Linked DNA regions of Rattus norvegicus: region 2 is linked to region 1. The links are chromatin contacts, called in public Hi-C maps. All regions are on one chromosome and are shown on one strand. The core of a region is the stretch at or near the end of the contact, and the rest is flanking DNA. Distances in the headings are between cores, read along the strand shown.

Region 1 (4,762 bases), core at 1,653-4,152:
AGTAGACCTTAATTTCTTTTTACAGAGGGAAACTCAGGCAGAAGGGCCGAGGCTCACATCGCTGGTGGGTGGGAATAGGGCAGAAAGAACAGGATTATATCTCTGGGCTGGATGGACAGCAGAGCAGGGCCCATTGGGGTCCGTTCTGCAACCCAAGTCCTGGAGTTGATTTGAGCACAGAGACATGTAGAGAGTAAGACACCATTTCCTTTGGAGGTTGCCACTGTGCCTGACTATCAGATCTTCTTCTCCTTCTCAATCCAGGACTTACCAAGGAGCCAGTGCTGTGGTCGCTGGTTTCTAAGGAGCCTCCAGCCCTCGTGGAGGGGCCCAGGGGAACTGACCATAACCAGGGTCAGGAGGCTGGTCTGATTGTCAGGTGGGACATCCCCAATGTGCTGGTAAAGGACGTGCCCAACTTCGAGCTGCTGTCACCGGAGCTGGAGGCTGGTACTGTCCCCTTCTCATTCCCCTCGCCCGCCTGGTCATATCTGCCAAGCCCTTACCAAATGTCAAGTGTCGCTGAGGGTTTTTTCTGTGTCATCCACTCTTTATCAGTGGGGAAACAGGCCCTTAGAGGAGGAACTCAACAGCTCTTCTTGTCTGCCATTAGGGTATTGAGCCCAAGTCTGTGCCTGGGAAAGACAGGTCTGTGTTCAGGCCACAGTGAGGTACCTAGGGACAAACAGACACACATGGCAGGTGGCATCCCACAGACACCTCAATGGGAGGTGCCAGTCAAAGAGGAAAGAATGAGGATTTGGGCAGAGCTCACCACATGGGCAAAGGCCTTGGGACTGGAGAGGCTGAGCTGGTAGGTCTCTGGGATCATAGCATAGTGGTTGGGTGACATGGCAGATATAGACTTGGGGATGACTGGAGAGGCAGGGGAAGAGAGCTGGTGTCTTGGTTACTTTTGTATTGCTACGATAAAATACCATGATCAAGGTAACTTATAAAAGAAGGTATTTAATTTGGCTTTACAGTTCTGTGATGCTGGTAGAAATAGCTAAGAGCTCTCATTTCAGCTTTCTTCTCTCTTCTATTTTATTTTATTTTATTTTATTTTATTTTATTTTATTTTATTTTTTTGTTCTTTTTTTCGGAGCTGGGGACCGAACCCAGGGCCTTGCGCTTCCTAGGCAAGCGCTCTACCACTGAGCTAAATCCCCAACCCCCTCTCTTTTTAAAAAAAAAAAAAGATTTATTTATTTTATTTATATGAGTACACTGTCGCTGTCTTCAGACACACCAGAAGAGGGCATCAAATCCCATCATAGATGGTTGTGAGCTACCATGTGGTTGCTGGGAATTAAGCTCAGGACCTCTGGAAGAGCAGCCAGTGCTCTTAACTGCTGATCCATCTCTCCAGCCCCTGTCTCAACTTTCAAGATCCTGGTAGGAGTCTTTTGAAATCTCGAGCTTGCCCCCAGTGACACGCCTTCTCCAAGGCCACGCCCCTTAATCCTTCTCAAACACTTCCACCAATCAAGGAGCAAGTATCCAAATCTATGAGGCCATTCTCATTCAAACCACAACCGAGGGGGTAGGGGTGGGGTGCAGTGGAGTTAGATGGGGAGGGCAGTGGCCAAAGAGAGTGAGGTGATAGTGAAGGTTCAAGAAGAGGCATTGAGGAAGTAAGAGATTGATTTATATCCAGAAGGCTTTTGGTCATCACTGAGCCCTAGGTCCAGGCTTCTGAATTTGGAATCAGTGGGGTGTGGTTACTGCCCCTGTGCACTACAGCTGGCTGGAGTAGGAAATGGGAGGGTAAGTCTAATGGTTAGATACCCCGGGCTCCCCACCCACTCACTGCCTTGGAGGAATGTTCTGTTGGGAACCCACTTCCCAAGAGTAGTGCCCGATGGAGTTGGGTGTTGTTTCCTTGCCTGCAATCTGAGCTGCAGTCTGGGCTACCAGCAGTCTGCAGTGGCCTTCTGGCTCCTGCTCTGACCAGTCACTCCCACCCTGCTTAGCATGGTAACTAAGGGGCTTGGGCCTGGCAACATGGAGGTTGGGGCTATTGCTGTAAGAAAGGGCTGGGGAGACTCGTTTATCCAAGGCACCACCATGAACTTCTCCTGGTTAGGAGGACAGGAAAGTAGAGCTCAGTACCTGAGCCTGACAGGCTCTGCCTCTTCCTGGAAGAGACTCTCCCTGGGCACTTCTGAACTACCCTTAGTCTCCTCTTCTGGAGGGGGCCTCAGTGGGTTAAGCGGGGTGTGTAGAGGGTGACCCCTGCTGGCAGCTATGGCTCCATCAGTATGGAGACGCTGAGGGTGAATACTGTCTTCATCTCCTGGGGACCACAAGGCTTGATGGCCCCAGGGTGACCTGGGGTGGCTAGGGGGAGACAACTCCACAGCCCGAGGGTACCAAGGAGTCGTGGGCCTCTTCCTGTCTTGCAGCATTGAAAAAGGCATGCAAGAGAGACTTCTGGGCCCAAATCCAGTGTTCAGTGCCAGGGAAGGTGCTGACCTACCTGCTTTTGCCCTGTACGCTGCCCTTTGAGTATGCCTATTTCCGGAGCAGGAGGTGAGATAGCCTGGGCTGAGGGGGAGGCTTGTGGCCAGTGAGGGTGACTAGGTGGCTTGAGATGGCACCTTCCCCCACACTGCCTGCCATGGGTTGGCCCATGGAGTGCCTGGGTAGGCTGTGCCAAAAGAACTGCTAGGGACGTGATCTTGTTGGCTACACCGAATTTTGGCTAGTACTTAGGCTGTTCTGTGACCTTCTGCCCTCTGACCCATGGCAGAGCTTCTGTGACCATGGGATGATGCCCTTGGCGACTCTCTCAGCTGATCTACCTCAGATTGGCTGTGTGGTGTAGGCCCATTCTCCTGACCTCTCTGGGTCATAGCACATTTCCTAAAACAGGGTTTGTTCAGGTCTGTCTGGCTGCAGCTGAGCATTCCCTGCTGGGTTAGTGGACTATGCTGCTTCCTGTGCTCACTCACTGGCTGCTGAGGGTGACATAGGACTGGGTGTTAGCCTGGGGTGAGAGAACCAGGCTGATCCTGACTTGGCTCCTGGTCTGGTGGAGCACGAAGCTCACAGCCAGCCACACCACCTGTGCATTTTGAGTTTCTAGGAGAGAGCCATGTTAGCATGGAGCTAGCCTGACACATACTCAGAGCTAGCCTGACACATACTCAGAACTCTTTGTTCAGGGGAGGCAGGCAATGACATCTGAATCATAGTTTTAAGGATGGGCCATAGTCTGTTAGGCAAAGAAGAAGAAGCCTTCCAGGTGGACAGGGTGTGGTGTGCAAAGGTCCTGGGGCAGAAGGAAGTCAAGCATAGCCTAGGAACCCAAGGGGAGGAGAGTATAGGGAAAGCTGGTGAATGTATGAGCTAGGACTAGAGAACGACCAGTGCCAGACACACAGACACATGTGGTTTGTGGTCAGGTGAACAAGCTTCATCAAGACACAGAGGCACTGTAAGGAGAGCCAGTGTTTTCTCTGAGAAAGGATCCTTGTAATCTTACAATCCAGAGTGTTTTTGTAATCCAGAGGATTCTGTAATCCACAGTGGTCTTGAACTCAAGACTTCCTCTGCCTTGCATTCCAGCTATGTGCCCCAGCACCTGAGAATCTGTGCTTCTAAAAAGCCTCTTCCTTAGATACTTATGATGGTGAACCCCAGAACTCTTGTGTTGGACTGCCTGGAGTTAGTGATCAGGTTGGCACTGGTGTTAAACAACTAGTGGCCCAAAGCTGGGAGACACCATCCTGCTGACAGCCTCACCCCACACAGAGCTGTTTGCTAAAACCACAAGCTGATGAAAGGAAATAAAAGGGATATAAAATCTAGGCATCTCTGTGGTATGGCCTGCTGGAAACAGCTCAGAACGTACCGCGTCTGTCCTTCCGGTTTCCTATGATCCACACACAGGGCATTTGGAGCAGAAGACACTGGCCTTTTCATGAAGGGAACGTGGATGAGTAACATGGGGCAGGAAAGAGGGATGGAAAGAGATAAATAGGGGAAGGGATTGTAGGCAGATGGTCCTCATTTGGAAGGTGAGCAAAGCTGAGCCCCAGAGAGGTCCTCTGAATCCCTAGGTTGCAGAGCAGAGTGGCCTCTAAGCTAACATCACACCACACTCTTCCCACCGGAACTCTGTGGGAGTTGACCCCATGCCCCTTCCCTCCCTAAAGTTCAAAGTCTACTTCAAGTCATCCGACCATGCATGTTCCCCATGCGGTCATCCGGAGATGATCTTGCCTAACCTGGGCACTCCTCCTTCTCCTCTCTCATCTCTGATCATCCCCGGGCTCCCTGAGAAGCTGACACTGCCCTTCTCACAGGCTGATGCAATGGTTGCCGGAGGTGCCAGATGACTTGTATTGGATGCAGGGCCTACTGAAGACTACCACCCTCAAGGTCTACTCCATGGCGAAGTCATGGCTTCTCAGCTTGGGCAGGTGAGGCGGGGGAGGGGCTGGAGGGTTAGCACACTGCCCTCATTCACTACCCAGCACTCAGAACCCAGCACCCAATTCATAGAACTCAGCACCTAGCACTTACTGCACAGTATCCACCTAGTGTCGTGCACCTAATACACAGAACCTCACACACATACCGTGTCCTTCTGTCTGTCCAGCTGAGGGTGCTATGTGTACTGCCCAGTGTCTGGGATCTCTTAGCCAGTCACGCTGGCCAGTCTGGACAGCCTGCTGGGGATCTTTATCATGGCTCTGTGGTTGGAATGTCTCCACCCCCCCACCCCCCAGAGCCTCAGCAAGGCTGGCTCCAA
Region 2 (4,762 bases), core at 854-3,353, 44 kb before region 1:
GTAGGTACACGGCATACCCACAGCCCATCTGCCCTCATTCTTCACACCACGTCCCTCTGGCCCACCCACTCTGCCCTGGCCTAAACAACATGAATCAGAGTTCCAGAAGGACAGGCGTATCCCACCCTGTCCTGATCCAACTCTGACTCCCAGCAAACCCTACCCATTGCTGAGCCTTGCCTGAGGATGAACTCATGGCGGCCGATTGCATCTGCCTGCTCTGCCGAGTCCAGCCACCCCGATGCCCCAAACACCTGTGCCTGCTCCAAGCCCTGGGCAGTGCACCTTACACAGCTCCCACCAGAGATAATCTGTCATTCTGCCCTCTCTGTGATCTGACAGGACAGCCCCAGGCTGCAGTTACAAACACCCTCTTTATCAGTGGTTTTCAATCTTCCTAGTGCTGCAACTCTTTAATACAGTCCCTCATGTTGTGGTCCCCCCCTATGTTGTGGTCTCCCCCCACCCCAAACATAAAATTATTTTCCTCAATACTTCATAATGTGATTTTGCTGTTATGAATCATGATGTAAATATCTGTTTTTCCAATGGTCTTAGGCGACCCCTGTGAAAGGGTCATTAGACCCCCCAGAGAGGTCGTGACCCACAGGTTGAGAACCACAGCTCTATACAAAAGTGGGTGTGTTTAAGATTCCTGGGACCCGATGCATTTAAACCTTGTCCCAATAATCCATCCCTGTTGGGACTCAGAGCCCCCATAAAGGAACTGCCTTTAGTGCTGAAGCCCAGGGTGTGTCATGGCCACTGGGCTGATGTAGTCTTCCCAGAGGCCACTCTTACTGCCCTTTACTCCCCGTCTCCCTCCCTCACTGGGGAAGACAGACAAGCAGGCACGCAGCCAGATTTGCTTGTCCTCTAATCCCAGAGTCGCATCAGCTCAGGGTCTGCTCACTGATCCTGTCCAATGGCAGAGCTCCGCCCAACAGCAGGGGCTTTCCCTGCCTGCCAAAGTCTCTGCCTGCTGGCTCTGGCCAGCAGAGCAAAGAGTAAAGTGTTAAAGAGGCCCAGATCAATGAGGGTTGATGCGGGACATTATCATGCAGCCTCGAGACCTCTCCCGTGGGCACGTAGCCAAGCCCTGCCCACAACCTCAAAAGCATCCAGCTATGACTCTGGCGAGGGCATCACATCCTAGTAGTTTAGAGGGAGAGGAGCGTAAATTCGTCTCCTATCGCTCATGGGTGCATGGGCAAATGTTTAATTAGGCCAAGATTCAAATGCCCAGAATGTCACTGCCAGTGACATCGATCTGGGAAGGGCCGCTTGCCCAGGCTAGTGAAGACAGGAGAGGGTGGAACTGAACCTGTCTGGGAACCCATTCCAGCTTCTAGGGAGTGTTCCGAATACTTCTCTAACCCATACACCCCGCCCCCAGCAGCCACCTCTAAAGGCGACCGGAGGGTTGGACTGCCACCAAGGATGTCCTAGTCTGGGTGCCTTCTGCCCCTCTGGCGGCACCCACTATGGGTCTCTAGCCAGAGCCACACAGGACAAACCTTTTGCGGCTCAGGGACCAGAGAACCCAACAAACCTGAGTCGTTCTTTGCTGTTCTGGGACGACCCAGCTGGCAGGACCCGAGTTGGGGACCCATTTCAAACCAGAGCGCTGGAGTGGGCCGGGAAAAAGATGCTCAAGAGTCTCCTGTGCAGAATGCGTCTGCTGCCGCGGGCCCAGGGAAATTCCACGCCAGGTGACAGGCCCCGGGTCTCCAGATGGGTGCCCAACGACACTGGGAAGGGCGAGAGCTCTCTGGACAGGTTTCTTTGGGCACCCCGGAAAGTGTTACCGATTCCCCAAGTGGAGCGCCCCTCCCCGCACGCGGTGTTTGGGTAGTGGCCGTGGACGCACCGAGAGGGAGACTGCACACGAAGGTGACCGCGTGCAGTGCACCGGCCGAGCAGCCGAAGAAAGTGCGCGCTTCGCGGAGGATGTGCGGAGCGCGCTCGCTCAGACATAGCGTAGCCCCGATGTGGTAGAAGCCTAGGAAGCCGCAGCCTGCGAACGACAGGCTCCAGCGGCGCTCTGGGTCGTACATGGCGCTGGAGGCTCCGGAAGGCGATGCAGCTCAATTCTGCTCCGGGCGTTGCTGCTCTGAGCTTAAGGAGCCGCAGCCGCCTAAGCAGTCCTCGGGTGACGTCAGCCAATGCCCCGCCCCGCTCGGACCATGCAAATAAGCCAGTGGGAGGCCCAATGGGCGTACTGGACTCCTGCCCCGCCCTCGTGGGCTTTCCCTAATCGTAGGCTTGGATGCTCGCTGGGCAAAGCGGCTCTTTTTTTTCAGATCCTGGATGGCATGCCGGTGGCACTCTCTCCTTTCTTTATTACACGACAGATGCCACCATCCACATATGGTCTTTCCTTTATTTTATTGTAGGGTTTCTGTTTTTGTCGTTATTTCTTTTGCTTTCTGTACGTTTTCAATTCATGGAGAAAGATTTTCTTCCTTTTAAAAAGATACTTAGGCTCCCCCACTCCACCCCATGTGTATGAGTATTTTGTCTGCATATATGTCTGCGCACCACGGGTGTGCAGTGTCCAAGGAGGCCATAAGAGGACGTGAAATCCCCTAGTACTGGAGTTACAGACGATTGTGAGCCATCGCGTGGGTGCTTGGAGTCCAATTCTGGTCCACTGTAAAAACAGCTGTGCTCTCAACCGCCGAACCACCTTTTCAGCTCCTGTTTAATTTTACAGTACTAGAACCGCGACCCTCCTGCGTGCTAGGCAAAGGCTTTACCACTAAGCTGCACCCAGCCCCTTTCTTCTTTTAACAAGCCGTCTCTGTCAGTTACTCAGCTTGGACTTCAGCCTCTGACCCCTTTGCCTGAGCCTCATAAGTAACTAGGATTACAGGAAGACAACACCAGGCAGGAAGGACCTGAAGTTTCCATGCCGAAGTGTCACTTAGAAATAAAAAAAGCGATTGACTGGTGCCAATGAAGGCAGGAGTTGGGAAAGCTAGGAGTTAGATGGTTTCTGGTCCTGTCTGTGACTGTTCTATAGGTTGATGTCAAGGCGATACGTGATTGGACAGTAGGGAGTGGGGCGGGGACAAAGTTTTTGTAAGGTGGGGAGAAGAGGAAAGGGGGTTGGTCAAGAAGGAGTCTACGGAGGAGAATGGTTCAGATTTAGGTGAACTAGATATCTATGTACCTACCACATTCATGTTTGATGCTCGTGAAATCTAGGAGAGAGCATTGGAACCCCTGGAATTGGAGTTACCGACGGTTGTTAATCACTGTATAAGTGCTGGGAATCTAACCCAGGTCCTCTGGAGAAGCAGTGTATACTCTTAACCACTGAACCATCTTTCCAGGCCTATAGTAAATGGATTGATACAGTTTTAGGCAGAAGAAAAAAAGATTAAAAAAAAGTTACAAAATCCCTCACCCCACAGAACAAAATAAATTTCTTTTAAAAATACTTTTTTTTTTTTGTTTTTTTGTTTTTTGTTTGTTTTTTTTTCCGGAGCTGAGGACCGAACCCAGGGCCTTGCGCTTGCTAGGCAAGCGCTCTACCACTGAGCTAAATCCCCAACCCTACTTTTTTTTTTTTTTTTTTGAGATGGCTGTTGTGGCACACACCTTTAATCCCAGTTCTTGGGAAGCAGAGGCAAGTGGATCTCCAAATTCAAGGTTAGCCTGGTCTACAAAGTGAATTCCAGGATGACCAGGGATACACGGCGCATGTGTACAGTAAGGAGTGGTGTGCAATCCTTCATGGTGTGTAGGATTATAAAGCTACCCCACTGAGTCATGTCCCAAAGGAAGAGCATGGACTGGATTCTTCTGCAATCTAAAGATGGTTCTTGGTACTTCAATTCCCAGAAAGTTGAATCCCCATATTCATTATGGAAAACAACGGCAGAGTTGAAACTAGGGGAAAAAATTAGTTTTACATCCTTTCTCATGGTTCATGTGTCCTTTTGTCCATCTTCCTCTCTTGGTCTCCTGTCTGAACTTTAGAAAAATATAAGGATCCACTGGCCACGCATTGCCCTCTTGCCTATGCGCCTGTGCTGAGAGAGACCAGGAAGCATTCTTCCTCACACCTGATAAGCATCATTTAACCCCCCCACCCAACGTTATAGCCTGCTTCCTAGTGCTCCGAAGAGAAAAACAGATGTGCGAGGCTCACTGTGAGACTAAGTGTACGTGCAGACAGCACAGTGCCAGTTACTTCCTTCTCCCTCATCCCAGGCCTGCGTCTGCCCAACACCCAAGCTCCTCCGCTAGCCCTCAGGAAACCCCGAAACCCAGTAGTCTGATGGCAGTGCACTGGGCTGGTGACATCTCCTGTGCTGAACTCCCCATTCTGGCCTCAGGGAGTTTCCCCATAGGTCACTGTCTGTTCCCACAAGAACATTTGACAGTTCTGCCCATGGTCAGAGTGAAGGCTCTGTAACAGGCCTGAGCATTGCAAACATGAAGCTGGTAGGTCTACCCCTTTCCCCCCTCCCTCTCTCTCGCTGAACTGTTAGAGGACACTCCTAAAGCTGGCCACCAAGGCCTACTCCCTTATTTGGCCACTTCCTTATGCCTAAAACTCCGAGGAGGTCTGGCTATCAAAACACCAAGGTCCGTCAATCAAAGTTCATTATTTGGCTACACTGGCTAGCATGTCCAATCAGGACTTACCAAGTCATCCTATCGCAGACTTCCCCCTTTTCTCCTTAAAACCACTCCTGCAGAAATTCCTGCTGCTCTCTTTATCAGACCACAGGCAGCCCATCCCCATCCA

What was found. Hi-C and Micro-C count contacts between places; a contact is called where the count stands out from the background.
Region 2: a contact with region 1 is called in a Hi-C map of liver, with 5 times the contacts expected there. The contact joins the promoter of Pnpla3 here to the enhancer-like site in region 1. A contact is called at or near these places in 3 of 12 Hi-C or Micro-C datasets (kidney and liver).

Annotation. Positions count from the first base shown.
Region 1 is chr7:117,127,236-117,131,997 of GRCr8, reverse strand. It overlaps Pnpla5 (patatin-like phospholipase domain containing 5), which reads left to right. Exons shown (of 9, transcript NM_001130497.1): 6 at 265-450; 7 at 2,409-2,535; 8 at 4,314-4,430. Among named protein-coding and RNA genes, the nearest start is that of Pnpla5, 7.4 kb to the left of the region's middle. Within about 2 kb of position 2,902, at least 2 of the 93 cell types and tissues checked have an H3K27ac peak or open chromatin away from gene starts, as enhancers often do. A contact at or near this core is called in liver, where this site is marked.
Region 2 is chr7:117,170,869-117,175,630 of GRCr8, reverse strand. Pnpla3 (patatin-like phospholipase domain containing 3) reads right to left here and starts at 2,103. Exons shown (of 9, transcript NM_001282324.1): 1 at 1,871-2,103. The coding sequence starts at 2,057.